Regions from separate parts of the Mus musculus genome. Here region 1 is linked to region 2. The links are chromatin contacts, called in public Hi-C maps. All regions are on one chromosome and are shown on one strand. Each heading gives the region's core, a stretch centred on a gene start, on an enhancer-like site or on the middle of the called end of the contact. The rest is flanking DNA. Distances are from core to core; before and after follow the strand shown.

Region 1 (6,710 bases), core at 482-2,981, 1.0 Mb after region 2:
ACCATTCCTGGTACAATGACTTTTTCTGTAAAGAACGGTGACATTTTCCTTGAAAGCAGCACTAAGTCATACATAGTAGCTGTGTTTATATGGAAGCCATGAACAGTAGATTTCTCCTTTAAATCGTTGATAAATAATAAACCCTCAGGAAAGTCTTTTCCAGGACAGTAATGGTACATGTAGTGATCAGGACAACTCTGCCACAATGAGTAACATTCTGGTCGTCCCTCTGCAGTTATCACTTTGACATTTCCCACAAATGTTCCTTCCACTGCCCTAATAATTCCTATAGAACTATTTGGCTGCCAGCAGCAAATCCCCCTTGGGTAATCTCAAAACTCTAAAGGAAAAATGCCTTCCTCTTTCAGGAAATATTGTCTTTTCACAATCTATTAATCCCAGCCTCTGCTCTTTGCCAACAAAGGTTCTATTTGTGTATTATAAAAGGGAGTCCTTAACAAATGTTGAGAGACTGATAAGGTGATTTTCTTCTTATCTAAGGGAAAATTAAAGGCCTTTTATCTGGAATAAAGCCAAAATAATTTTGAGAAAAGTCCATTTTTCTTTCCCTTCCTGGCATATCCAGGGCTCATTCTCCCTTCTTATATATTTGCTTGACAGGAGAGCCAGTAAATCAAGTCGAACATATTTTTATACAAGATGCAATGCATAATGGTATTATAAAATATTTTAGCTACTGGTTAAAAATTTCTTAATAGAGCGAAATATTGTGTGCATTCCCTGATACCCACCTCTCAGCCAGCAGGAGAAGCTTCCAGAAGCCTGCTGAGACACGAGAACAAGTCTGTCTTGACACAACGCCATCTTTGTTCCTCACACATGGCTGCTTATTCAGCTTTTACAATGGCTTCAAAAGAGGACCTCATATGGCAAGTATTGTAAATGTCACTTTCTAGTCTAAAGACTACGTTCAAGCTATCATTCCTTCTCAATGCTAATAAAACATAACTTCAGCAGGAATCTAGCAATTTTCTAGATATTTGTTGATTAGATTGACTTATTTATTCTTTCTGGCTGCTGGTGTTAGCTCTGTTACCTTTGTCATCATGTACTCATCCTGAGGCTATAAAGTAATAAAAAAAAATTAAAGTAGCATTTGCCTCTTGAAATAGAAAATAACAAACTTCCTTCGTCATCTTCAAGATTGCAGAGCAGTGGTTCTCACCGTTCCTAATGCGTTGACCTTGTATTCCTCATCTTGTGGTGACTCCCACCCATAAAATTATTTCATTGCTACTTCATAACTGTAACTTCACTACTGTTATGAATCATAATGTAAACAACAGATGTGCAGGATAGCTTATAAGCTACCCTTGTGAAATGGTCATTTGACCTCTGTGGCTTCTCGCCACACAGGTTGAAATCCTCTGTTGTAGAGACAGACTGGATAGGATTCTCCACATTTAACATTATTGAGGAAAAATACTCCTGAGATCAAGTAATGCCACGCTGCTTGACGAACACTTGATGAAGACAAAGAAAGCGAGGTTCAGAGACAATGTACTAGAACATTAGAGACATGCATCATTTCTATATGAAAAGTGATTGTGTCAAGAAGAGTCCATGAACAGATTAGGAGAGGATCTGGATTTGAAAGTGATACGCTTACAGAGAGATGAGATGCTCGTGCCTGCTTCAGTACTTCTGTGTGGTTATTAATAATCTGCTAACACAGCATGCATGGGGCATATGCTCCCGTTACAGAGAAACCAGCTCACTGAGTCACCAGGCAGGGAACCAGGCAGAGCTCATCCGGAACCACACAGTGCTGTCAGCACACAGCCAGCTTCCGATACGGCAAAGCAATGGTGCTGCTTCTGTTACCGGCACTAGCTCTCAGAAACCTGGAACTGAGGAAAGAAAATAAATTAGATCACAGCCCAGGTGGGATAGCCATTCTGTTGGACAGCAGGGTGGACCCTGAAGGAAGCGTGGGCAGTAATTCTCCCAGGTCCCAAGCAGAGACAGGCTATGTTGCACTAAATGCTTCCAATAAGATGAATCTGGGCTTCAAGAGTTGGAGAAGGAAGGATGAACCTTCTGGAGCCTACGATTCCTACTGAGTTATTTCACTGGCTGTCAATCTGGCCTTCACGCACTGCTCACTTGTCCCTTCTTTGTGACCCTCTTAAGAAAAATTAACTCAAAAGTACAGAAGTTGGGGCTGGTGAGTGAATACTTTGCTGTATAAGCATGGGGAATTTGAGTTGGTCTCCCCAGCAACCACATGAAAAGCCATGTGTACCTAAAACCTCAGCAGTGTTAAAATGGAGAGGGGCTATCTCCAGGTTCAGGGAGAGACCTTGTCTCAGGAGAGTAAAGCAGAGAGCATCAGAACAAGATGCCCAACAGCATGCTCTGGCTTCCACAAGTGCACACAGGCACATGGAAGCGTACAGCACAAGTGCACAAAGAAGTTGCCTACAAAAGAGTGGCGTCTTTAATGGCTACCACTTTAAACAAGCAGTGACATGCTAAAAAGTAATTTCCATTGTGCAAAATGGTGTAGACACTTAAGCCCTGATACATCAAATATCATCATCCATGAGAATTACCTCATGCCCTGATGACAAATCAAAATCCATCCTAACTGTCCTAAGTCAAATTCAACATTACAGAGAGATCCCTAGGAAATGTATATGGATATTGAATTTGAAGTGCAAAATAAAATGTTTCAAGGAAAAACAAGAACACATTGGGCTACATGATGAAAGGTGCATAGGTTTCTAACTCAAATGTGTCATTTGGAATCTGGCTTGGCTTTTCTTTTGGTGCTTTCTTCTATATAAGCATCACTGGGAAGCAAACTCCCTAAGGAAGTAGCTATGAATGCATCCATCAACATGGCCAGGCTTGTGCACTAGTTGATGTGCTCACTGTAGCAAAGGAACACACTTATTTCTCATAATTCCAGCAAAGGTTCTTGAGATTCACTTTGGTAAATAGGCCACATACTCGATTCTAGAGAAATTATCAGTCAGATTTCCTGATTATGTGACATTTGAATCACCAAAAAAAAAAAAAAAAAAAAGTGACCACCCTTCAAAACAAGATAAAACCGACAAGATGTTCTCAATTACATGAGAAATGCAACTGCAGCAGAGGGCCAGCACTTTGCTGTTTCGAGCACCATTTCAGACAACAAGCAACACATAGGACATATTCCAGAGTAAGTGCCACGGCTGCCTTAAACACCTGGATTAGCCCTGCAAGCTTCAAGAGTATCTACGCTTCCAATGTGGGGACCCCAAACGGAAGTAAGAGCTGTGATTCAGTTATGTCACCCAATTTTAGGTTGTAGAATGTGAAACACTGGAGGATTAGAACCACACAGCAAAGGGTACCTGTGATTGGAAACTTGTGTGAATGAATTTTAAGAACATAAGTTTTGCTCCCCCAATTGGGGAGGTTTTACAATACTGCACAGGGGATAAACTTCGTTTTCATTACAGTTTAGATAAAAAAAAAATTGACAGCCTAAATTTTTGCATCTAAACTACCATTAGTCAGTCATCAGCAGCCTTCCAAAATAAAAACCTAGTTATTAGATTTAAAAAGAGGGGACCCAGAAGAGTTGGATAAAAGTCAGTATGCAATTCCTTCTACCTCTTTAAATATCTAATATTTTGAAATATGATTTTGCATTAAACTAGACAGCCAATTGATATGAGTTGTACCTAATTGCATCCTCTGCAAATACTATGTGTATATTGTTGTTTTAATACTCAAAGCTACAAGGGGACTTGTAAGATGGCTTAGTGAGTAAAAGTTTTGCAGTACAAGCCTGACCACCTGAGTTTGATTATCATAATATTCTTAAGAAGCTGAATACAGGGTAGACAGTTGGAACCCCAACACTCTCACAGTGAAGTGGAAAGTGGACACAAAAGAGTCATCCAGAAGCTGCTGGCTCAGCTATGCAACACATCAAAAACAAGGGAGACCCTTCCTCAGCAACATGAAGGGTGAGAACCAACAACCAAAAGAAGTGTGTTCTCTGATGCCGCCACACACACTAACAATAATAATTATTTAAAGATAAAAATTACTCTTGGGGAGAAAAGAAAGAAACAAAGAAAGAGAGAGAGAGAGACGTGGGAGAAGAAGAATTGAACAAGAAAGGATGGGGAAAAAATGTGATTAAACCAGTGAGGAAACCATGAGGAGGAAGGGACAGAGGAGAGTGGAAACAACATTTTAAAAGTCAAATGGGGTTCAAAAACCTTTCCTTGAATTGATTTCTGTCAAGGCCACCTGCTGACGGTCCTTACACTTGTAGAGTCAGATGTCACTCTGAGTTTAAGCACAGCACTCACAGTTCTGACAGCAATCTACAGCACATTTAGAACCGTTTGTAAAGGTGACACTGGGAAAATACATTTTCAAACCATAAAATGAGAGTGAATGTTGTGGATCCATAGGATGCCTGGCCTGCTGTGCAGGAATGCTCTCATCATGTCAAAACTGCAGCTCTCATAGGGACCAAGCTGGCTACTGTCCTACCAAAGGAACTGCACACCTGTGTCAGGATGTAAACCCATCTGCTCCAGAAGGCATTGGACAACAACTGGCTACTTTCTCAGGGACATGTCTTTCTTTCAAAATAGCACAGTCCTGGTATATTTATGTCATAATGAGTGGTGTCTTCCTCCATCACTCAATGGATATTTGTGTGTGTGTGTGTGTGTGTGTGTGTGTGTGTGTGTGTGTGAGAGAGAGAGAGAGAGAGAGAGAGAGACAGAGAGAGAGAGATTTGGATCTGTATGCATATCCTAAACTGAAAAGAGTATGGTTATTTATGAGCATTTGAATGTATGCGCATTTGCAAGCAAACACACTGATTTTTTTATCATGTTCTCATCCAATAAAAAGATGACAACAACGTATAAGAGGACATTTTTCTTCTCCATAAAAGATTTCAATATTTGTTTTCATACAGAAAGCAACTATTCTTGTGTAGCCAAAGGTAGCTATCTTGGACTCATGGAGAAATGTCCAAAATAATACTCCCTAAATGTTATTTAACATTCTACTGGAATTGCATTTTTAGGTATCCAAAAGGAATGACAGAAGATAGTTGATGGCACATTATTTTAGAGGGAGAAAAACTATCAAAATGTTTCTGACTGTAGCAACAATAAAATACTAATGAAGCAGAGGAGCAGATGGAAATTGCAAAGCCTGTGCAATGTTAAAGCCCAAAACATGGTGATTTGTTAAATTACAGGGTTCTTTCCCCTGAGACAGGAGCTGCAGTTTGCTGATAACTCAACAACTGGGATTATTACTGTAACGCAGCAACGCCATTTTCTTCCCGAACCCTGCATGAACTAATTAATTACATAGCTTTGGTTACTAAGTGAGAATCAAGCTTTGATATCCAATTTCCAAAGACTGAACTTCATAAACTGTCAGAAGAACAGATTTTTCTTAATTGTGTTCTGACTATTTTGATTAAGTACAAAGACTACTATCAATTGCCATAAGACAATTTTAAGAAAAACCTACATTCTGTTTTGACCATTTGGAAGAGTTCTCCTTTTTTCCAAAACACCCCCTCCCCTTTTTTTTTAATCCTGGATACAGAGACTTCTTTAGTGACTGGCAATCTATCATGTTGCGTGGCTGCTCTAAGCATAATGTAAGCATCAGGAGGCCAAGAGGCTCCTAAAAGGGCTTTATAATGGTGCCAGCTGGGCATACCAGTCTAGATGGGTGAAATATAATTTCTTCCATCACCCATATTGTCCTTTCTGTTCGAAACAAAAGTCCCCAGTCTATTTGTCAATAAATAAGTAAAATTTCAGAAGCCTCCTGAGTGCAAGCAAATGGGAAATAAAGCTCTGTCCATTGTAAGAGAAAAGAATTGCCTTTGTTAAGTGGTTTTCCCCTAGAAGCAGCTAAGTATCAGAAACAAGACTGACCCCTGGAGGCCCAGTGAAAATTGGGAAGGAAACCTGGATCCTGAGTCTCCTGCAGTATGTAAGGCCTTTCCTCTATCATCATGTCTCGCCATCTTCTCCCAACATCTTCTGCTGTCACAGAAACAACCCCTTTCCTACCAGTGGAAGAGTACCCCCATAATGCCCAGGGACTAAACCACCAACCAAAGAGTACACATGGAGGGACCCATGGCTCCAGCCGCATATGTAGCAGAGGATGGCCTTGTCAGGCATCAATGGGAGGGGAGGCCCTTGGTCCTATAAAGGTTTGATAATTCAGTGTAGGGGAATGCCAGCAAGGCAGAAGTGGGTGGGAGGGTGGGTGGGTGGGGGAACATCTTCATAGAAGCAGGGCAAGGGGCATGGAATAGGGGGTTTCCAGGAGGAAATCGAGAAAGGAATGCATATCTATGTGTTTTGGGATGATTGTACCAGGGTAACCAATACAATGTTGCTAATAAGCAAACTGTATAGGACCATTGAGTTAATAATGATGGAAGAGCTAAAACATGTACACATATATTTAAATTATTAAATCATTTGTAAAAGTTTATTTAAGATGCACTTATACTAGTGATACCAGAAGAGTTCTAAACTAGAGAATTGAGTAAAGGCAAGCAACTAGATAAAATATAGCTATAACATAGCATTGTTGGAGGAGGACAAAAACATACCTAAAATAATATTTTTATAAATATAAGCACAGATGAATAGTATTGGTTTATTTATTTTAAATGGCAAGGCACC
Region 2 (6,146 bases), core at 2,779-5,278:
TGGAGAAAGGCCTCTCTGCTGCTGCTTTAGTGTATATGGGAAGGACGTGATTCGATGAATCTTGAGAACTAGAAATCACTGTTGCATTTGGCAAGCCCCATGCACCTGTAGAGTGGTCAGTGTTCCTGTTGGGAGACAGGAAAGGCGGCTCTTCAGACCTCCCATTTGCCTCAGCAGAATTCAGTTTCTTCAACAAGGCCCTGACCTCTCTGCTGGAGCTCTTCGTTTGTTCCTCTTGTATTCTATCTATCAAACTGGCTGGCCAGTATAAGGCATGGTGGTTTTGCATATGCATTTTATGATTGCTTGTTACTCCAAAAGCATTGCCTCGTATTCTCTTGGCTGCAGATAATGACACTTGTATTTGCTGTTTCATAATAATTACATTTCAAAATTTTACCTTATGGTGAGTTGCACTGGCATTTTGCAGTCTTATAAAATGGTTCTGGGCCATGATCAGTAGTAACTGTTCCTGTATGAACTTGTGTTTTATTTTGATAGACAGAAGAGGAGAACAGTTTGACTTCTGGTTTGTCATGGTATCATATCAGGACAAGGGAATTTATCCTATTTGATTTACATTTAAGACGTTTTAATATTTGAAAGAATGGTATTTGAACGTTAGCAAATGGCCATTGGCATTTGTCACTTACCACTGGCATTTCTTAAAGTATTGAACTGATTTGAGCTTCAAGTTATCAGTTTGGATCCATTCCATTTCTGCATAATTCTTTAGAAAGTTGAATTCACCAGAAGACTGAATTGTAGCATAGTCAATCACAATCGTGCTTTCTGTGATGTGGGACAGGAGTCGATTTACTCTGGGTTCTTAGGAAGAAAATATTCCTGCTTACTGAACTCTCCCTTCGTTTGTTGACAGCTTTGGAAATAATCAGCCATCTCTTCTTGAGTCACTTCTGTGGTTGATTTGTATAGGCTTTTGATTTTTTAACTCAAATTTTCTTGATGCGTGCTCATTTTCTCTTTTTTACCTACCTGCTACTTTGAACTAGACCAAAGCTTGCTTCCTCCCAGCCTTGATGCGGTACTCACAGTATTTTAATATAGTATAGTGCATCTCCCTGCAGTTTCCCAATGTATGTTGCTACCTGCTCAGACAGCTCCAAATACTTTTTTCACTAAATTGCTTTATAAGACAGTCTCAACAAGCCCACCACCGAATGGTCTTTCTCTGTAACCCTGATCCTTTCTAGGGCTATTCATTCTAAAACCCTGGATGTGACCTTACCTTTTCTCTCCTAGACCTACATCTGGGGTTACTCAGAACTGTGCCTTCAACCAGAAAGTAGCCCTTTCCTCTCCTCTCCTCTTAGCATCTCTTTCCTATCAGTCCCTGCTGGTGTTATTGCAGTGGCCTTCCAAGGGAAAACTGGACTCCTCTCCTTCACTTGCTCCTATCAGCGTAACTACCAGAATGGTTTCTCTCTTCTCTCCTGCTTTGCCTCTGCTGTCACCTCGTCTACTTTTCCTAGTTGTTGTACCCAGGGCTCTGCTCTTGCCAGAAAACTGCTCTGTCTACCACTGATCTATTTCCTCCACACCAAAATGGTCTTTTCAAATTTTAAATCCGCATAGGCTTAAAACTCTCCAGAGCCCTCTGTGTCGCACAAGCCAGTTCCTTCCGATTCACATCGATTACACAATCCTGTCCCGTTAACTCTAACCTTGCCTCTCGTTTGTCCTCTCCTACTCTCCACTGTAGCTGTCCATCCTTCCTTGCTAACCCTTGAACACCGTAGGCACATTCCCATGTTAAGTCTACGTGCTGGACTTTCCCTCCCTCTGCCTGTAATATTACACACTCCCGCCATGCAGATCCCTCCATGAGCTCCTCGACTCCTTTAAGTCTCCGAACCCTTCCACCTTTCTTAGCGAGCGCTAACCCGAACATAACGGTAAGAGGTACACTCCTTGCAGCATGTGCCTTTTCTATAGCATAACTTACCTTAGAAATTACGTATAAGATATTATTTTGACTTTGTGAATTGCTTCTCCCCCCCATTCCTGTTATACTCTTGGGGCTCCGGGGGGGGGGGGTGAGATTGAAGTTTGTTGACTGTCCCAAATGGCTGTTCTATAGAGGATTACAGTAGATATTTTTGTAAGTATAGTCTTCTTACTTCCTTTTTTCCAGTGCATTTCTAAGAAAATAGTATTTTCATAACCCTTTGGCACTTGTGGGCCTAACACTGATGGTTGACCATCCTACCAGCAAGGATGAAGTTCTAGAACTTGTAGCTTAGGGTGAGCTGTAATGCAGAATGGCTCGGAGGAGTAAATGGGATTATTACCTGTGAAGTAGTAAATCGTACACATGTGTGAGACCAGGTCATTTAGCTGTCAGGAAAGCTGCCTTGGCCTCCCTATTCCCATCTTATTATGTAGGTTCTAGAATCTCTGGATGTCAGTCTTGTAAGGTAGGCAGTAGCACTGCCTAAGACATCTTTTTAAAACGTGCTTGAGTGCCTTGGTAGCTCTCAGTGATGTTCTTTCCCTCTGCTTGGTTCTTTACCCATCTGTGTCTGCTTCTAAAGTTAAGATAGACCCACTTCCTTCTCTCTCTCTCTCTCTCTCTCTCTCTCTCTCTCTCTCTCTCTCTCTCTCTCTCTCCAACTGGAGATTTTGGTATCAGAGCATCTTTTATGTGTCCCTTAAATCTGATGCTCTTTCTGAAATCTCTTCAGTGACATGATTTTGTCCCTGCAGAGCCATTCAGAGGCACATTAGTAGATGTAATATTAAATCTACAAAAGCAGAGGGTCTCATTTGTTTACCTTGAGTTTTCCAGAGAAGGGGCATTGCTGTCCTTCTGCTTTAGTCACTAGTTGTCATTTTACTTTGCTTAGTTTGTAGCCTCTATTTGGGTCCTTCAACTCTAAAAATGCAATAAAAACTCACCCCCTTTCCTTTTTCTATGGGAAGACAGTATCCTCTGACTTTCAGATTCATCCGATGAAACACACACACACACACACACACACAAACACACACACACACACAGAGAGAGAGAGAGAGAGAGAGAGAAAGAGAGAGAGAGAGAGAGAGAGACTAATTTTAAATCATGATGGTGCTCTCTAGACATACATGAAACCAGTAGCTCTCATATCTAAATCCAAAATTAAGGATTTTTTCTATTTTTTTTAATCTTTCTCTCACTCTGTATTTAGTTCCTTATGTGTATGGATTTTATGGGTAAGAGTAACCTGCATGTTGAGCTGCATAGTGTAAACATTTCAGCCATGATCTGCACACAGAGACTGCATGCTAGCGAAGCATTGTTCTCATGCACTTGCCTTGTCTTTGAAGCTCACTGGATCCACAGTTTGTTATTAGGAAAACTTAATAGCACAGTTTCAACTCATTTTATATTGAGTTCTCAGTAGTCAGTAACCAAAAGGAAAGAAAGGCTTGACCTCCTGGATGGTGAATCCTGTTTCCTGTAGGTTCAGCCATTAATAGGCATGCCTTAGAAAAATACACCCTTTTCTACCTTGTTGAGGGTCTCCTTTAGGTTGTTTGCTCTTTCCTAAGCCCTGTGAAAATCTTTGGTTTTATTATTTTTTAATGTACTCATTTATTTGTTTTGTTTTGTCTGTTTTGAATTGCTATCTCACTTCTCTGTATCAGCTGTTTTTGTTCTGTTCTGTTTTGTTTTGTTTTTATGTCATATTCCTGTTCGTTACTGAGGGACTAACTCTGGACCTTGGCTGCTGTTATATTTTAAGTCTCTGCATAGAGAAGGGTTTCTAATAAAAACCACCTCCCACTTTTTTAATGTTTGTTAAAGGAAAATGTAAGTAGTTTAAAGTCAAATGCTTTGAATCTGACTTAGGCTGAGCTACCTGCCTAAATAGCCTGGAAATCCACCAAGTTCTTAATCTCACTATCAACAGTGCAAATGTGGAGAAGGTTCCCAGAAGCACCTTCTTAGGAGGAGGGTTCAGGCTTCAAGGAGCTGATGGCAGCTGGCGAATGTCAGCCACTGCCCTTCCCCTTGCTTCCTGTCCTGCTGTGAAGACTGGGTTGAGAGCTGCTGCTTCCCCTCGCCCTCCCTGGTAGATCAGGGCCGCAAGACTCTTGCGTGCTTGAAGTGCTGCAGTGTCTTGGAAATGAACTGTTCTCAACGGGGCCAGGAGTGGAGAGAAGGGTGTGCAGTCGAGCCATCCCCACATGACGCCACAGGACGCCAGCACATAATTAGTAAATGCATATAGCTGCTTTATTTGAGTATAAGTTCCAGTTAATTTGTCACTTCCCATTCACGAAGTGTTTGTGTGAGATCCGTTCATGTCTCCCCTGAAGTCTCTAGCTGGTTTCTTTCCATCATGTTGCCAATGAGCATCTCCGCACAGCCTGCGTCTGTCCTGGGCCCTGTTAGCAAATGGCTCTGGCATGGCCTCAAGGTCACCATCAGGCAGGATGTGGCTGTGACTTTTTTTTTTTAAAGGTTAATTGCCATGTAGATTTCCAAAACGGTATTGGTGACCTTTTTGTACCTCTGTCATGCTAAAAGCTGTTAGATCTTCTTGTACTTTGGATGGATTTTTTTTTTTTTATCAGTGTACGGTTTTGTTGATATATGTTTCATTTTTTTATGCAGTGTGTGATTCTGAGCATTGTGATTAGAAAACACTGGTTCACTGAGATGTGTGAACCTTTCAAATGTTGGCACTTTTCATTATACAGTATCAAGAAGTCAGATAATACTATAGCCGCTTTCATCAGAACAGTGTTAATGTAAAGTACTGGGAAATTTTCTGACTTCGTTATCATGGTTTCCAAAATTTCTGATTTTTTTTCCTGAGAGGCTTGAAGTGCACCACCGGCGGTAAACATTGTCCATTTCTCTTGAAAGGCCAGGCTTACCTTCTTTTGAGGAACTGTCTATCAAGAGTCTTGATAAGCACACCTTGCTAATTCTCTCAGGTAGCAATAGCTTACAAATGCTGCAGGTTTGACTCACACAAATTCCACAAAAGCTTCACTTGAGGCAACCATTCTCTTTCCGTTTCATCAGAAATGCCTTGTACGGGCTTCTTGGTTCTTAAGGTGTATACTCAAGCGTTGGGCTTACTAAGGCAGATGTTGCTTTTCTGCGGCTTCTCTTAGGTGCTGTGAGACATGACTTGGGTGACAGCTAAGGAGTGTGGAGATGGGCTATTCCTCAGTCCTGCGGGCTGCTCACCAGTTGTGTAAATGCCCCGTTATTGGTGTGGCTGGGGGAATGAGGAAGGAAAGTGATAGTCCTCCTTCAGTAAGTCTTCTGCACACTAGCGAGCATCCGCTGGGGTGGCCTTCCTCGGGCTTTGCATGGCAGTGAAAAAAGTCAGGCTGTGGAGCAGTCCTTTCCCTTGACTTTGGGAAGAAGATCCCTTCCTTTTCTGTTTGTGGCACAGAGCTCTCCTGTGGAGAATTTGAGTTCTGCATCACTACTGCCAGATGCTGCTCTGGGAGACTCTCGCCGGTGCCTCTCTAGCTACTTCCCCAAGCAGTGCTGTCCAGAAGTCTTTAAGATACATGATACTTTTAATTAAACAGGTCCACACAGAATATATTTACATTATACCACCTCCCAGAAATACTTACTTTTTTATAGCCAGGAGAATTTACTATTGATTTCTTTTTCTTTTTCTTTTTTTTTATTCACCAGAATAAAGTCCATTTTATCCCAGTCTTGTGAGGGAATGTGTAGATGAGAGCTGAACTGTTGTAGATCTGCCTTGATCCCCATTCACATGGCTGACAGATTGACACAAGGGCCTAGAACAAGACACAACAGATGTAAGCAGCGCACCGTTCCTCTGTTAGGAAGTGATCCAAACCTAGGTGTGTGCTGGTAGTGGCTTGCTGGGAAGGCATGAGGCTTTGGGCTGCCCTATTCACACGCACCTGTTTTACTGATACGTTTAAAGATAGGGTTTGTCTAACGTAGTGGAAATTCATCCATTCAATGTTAAATACAGATGAAAAATCTCTCAGAGCCGCAGAAAAGTCTTTTTAATTAGAATTTTTTGAGTTATTCATATGACTGCCTTGCTTTTTTCATGTGGATCACAGAACTTATCATCCTTTCCAGTTCATTACATCACTAAAACTCTCTACTGGTGCTATAAATAAATATGCGC

What was found. A called contact is a pair of places that touch in the nucleus more often than the background predicts.
Region 1: a contact with region 2 is called in a Hi-C map of cerebellar granule neurons, with 3 times the contacts expected there. The contact joins two enhancer-like sites. A contact is called at or near these places in 9 of 39 promoter capture datasets (the 3T3-L1 cell line, 3T3-L1-derived adipocytes, the C10 cell line and 5 more) and 1 of 484 Hi-C or Micro-C datasets (cerebellar granule neurons).

What each region holds. Positions count from the first base shown.
Region 1 is chr2:139,275,985-139,282,694 of GRCm38.p6, forward strand. Gm14066 (a long non-coding RNA gene) reads right to left here. Exons shown (of 6, transcript XR_375033.2): 4 at 753-1,871. Among named protein-coding and RNA genes, the nearest start is that of Gm14066, 28 kb to the right of the region's middle. Within about 2 kb of position 1,732, at least 18 of the 459 cell types and tissues checked have an H3K27ac peak or open chromatin away from gene starts, as enhancers often do. A contact at or near this core is called in cerebellar granule neurons, where this site is marked.
Region 2 is chr2:138,261,428-138,267,573 of GRCm38.p6, forward strand. It overlaps a transcript of Btbd3 not described here. Among named protein-coding and RNA genes, the nearest start is that of Btbd3, 14 kb to the right of the region's middle. Within about 2 kb of position 4,029, at least 71 of the 459 cell types and tissues checked have an H3K27ac peak or open chromatin away from gene starts, as enhancers often do. A contact at or near this core is called in cerebellar granule neurons, where this site is marked.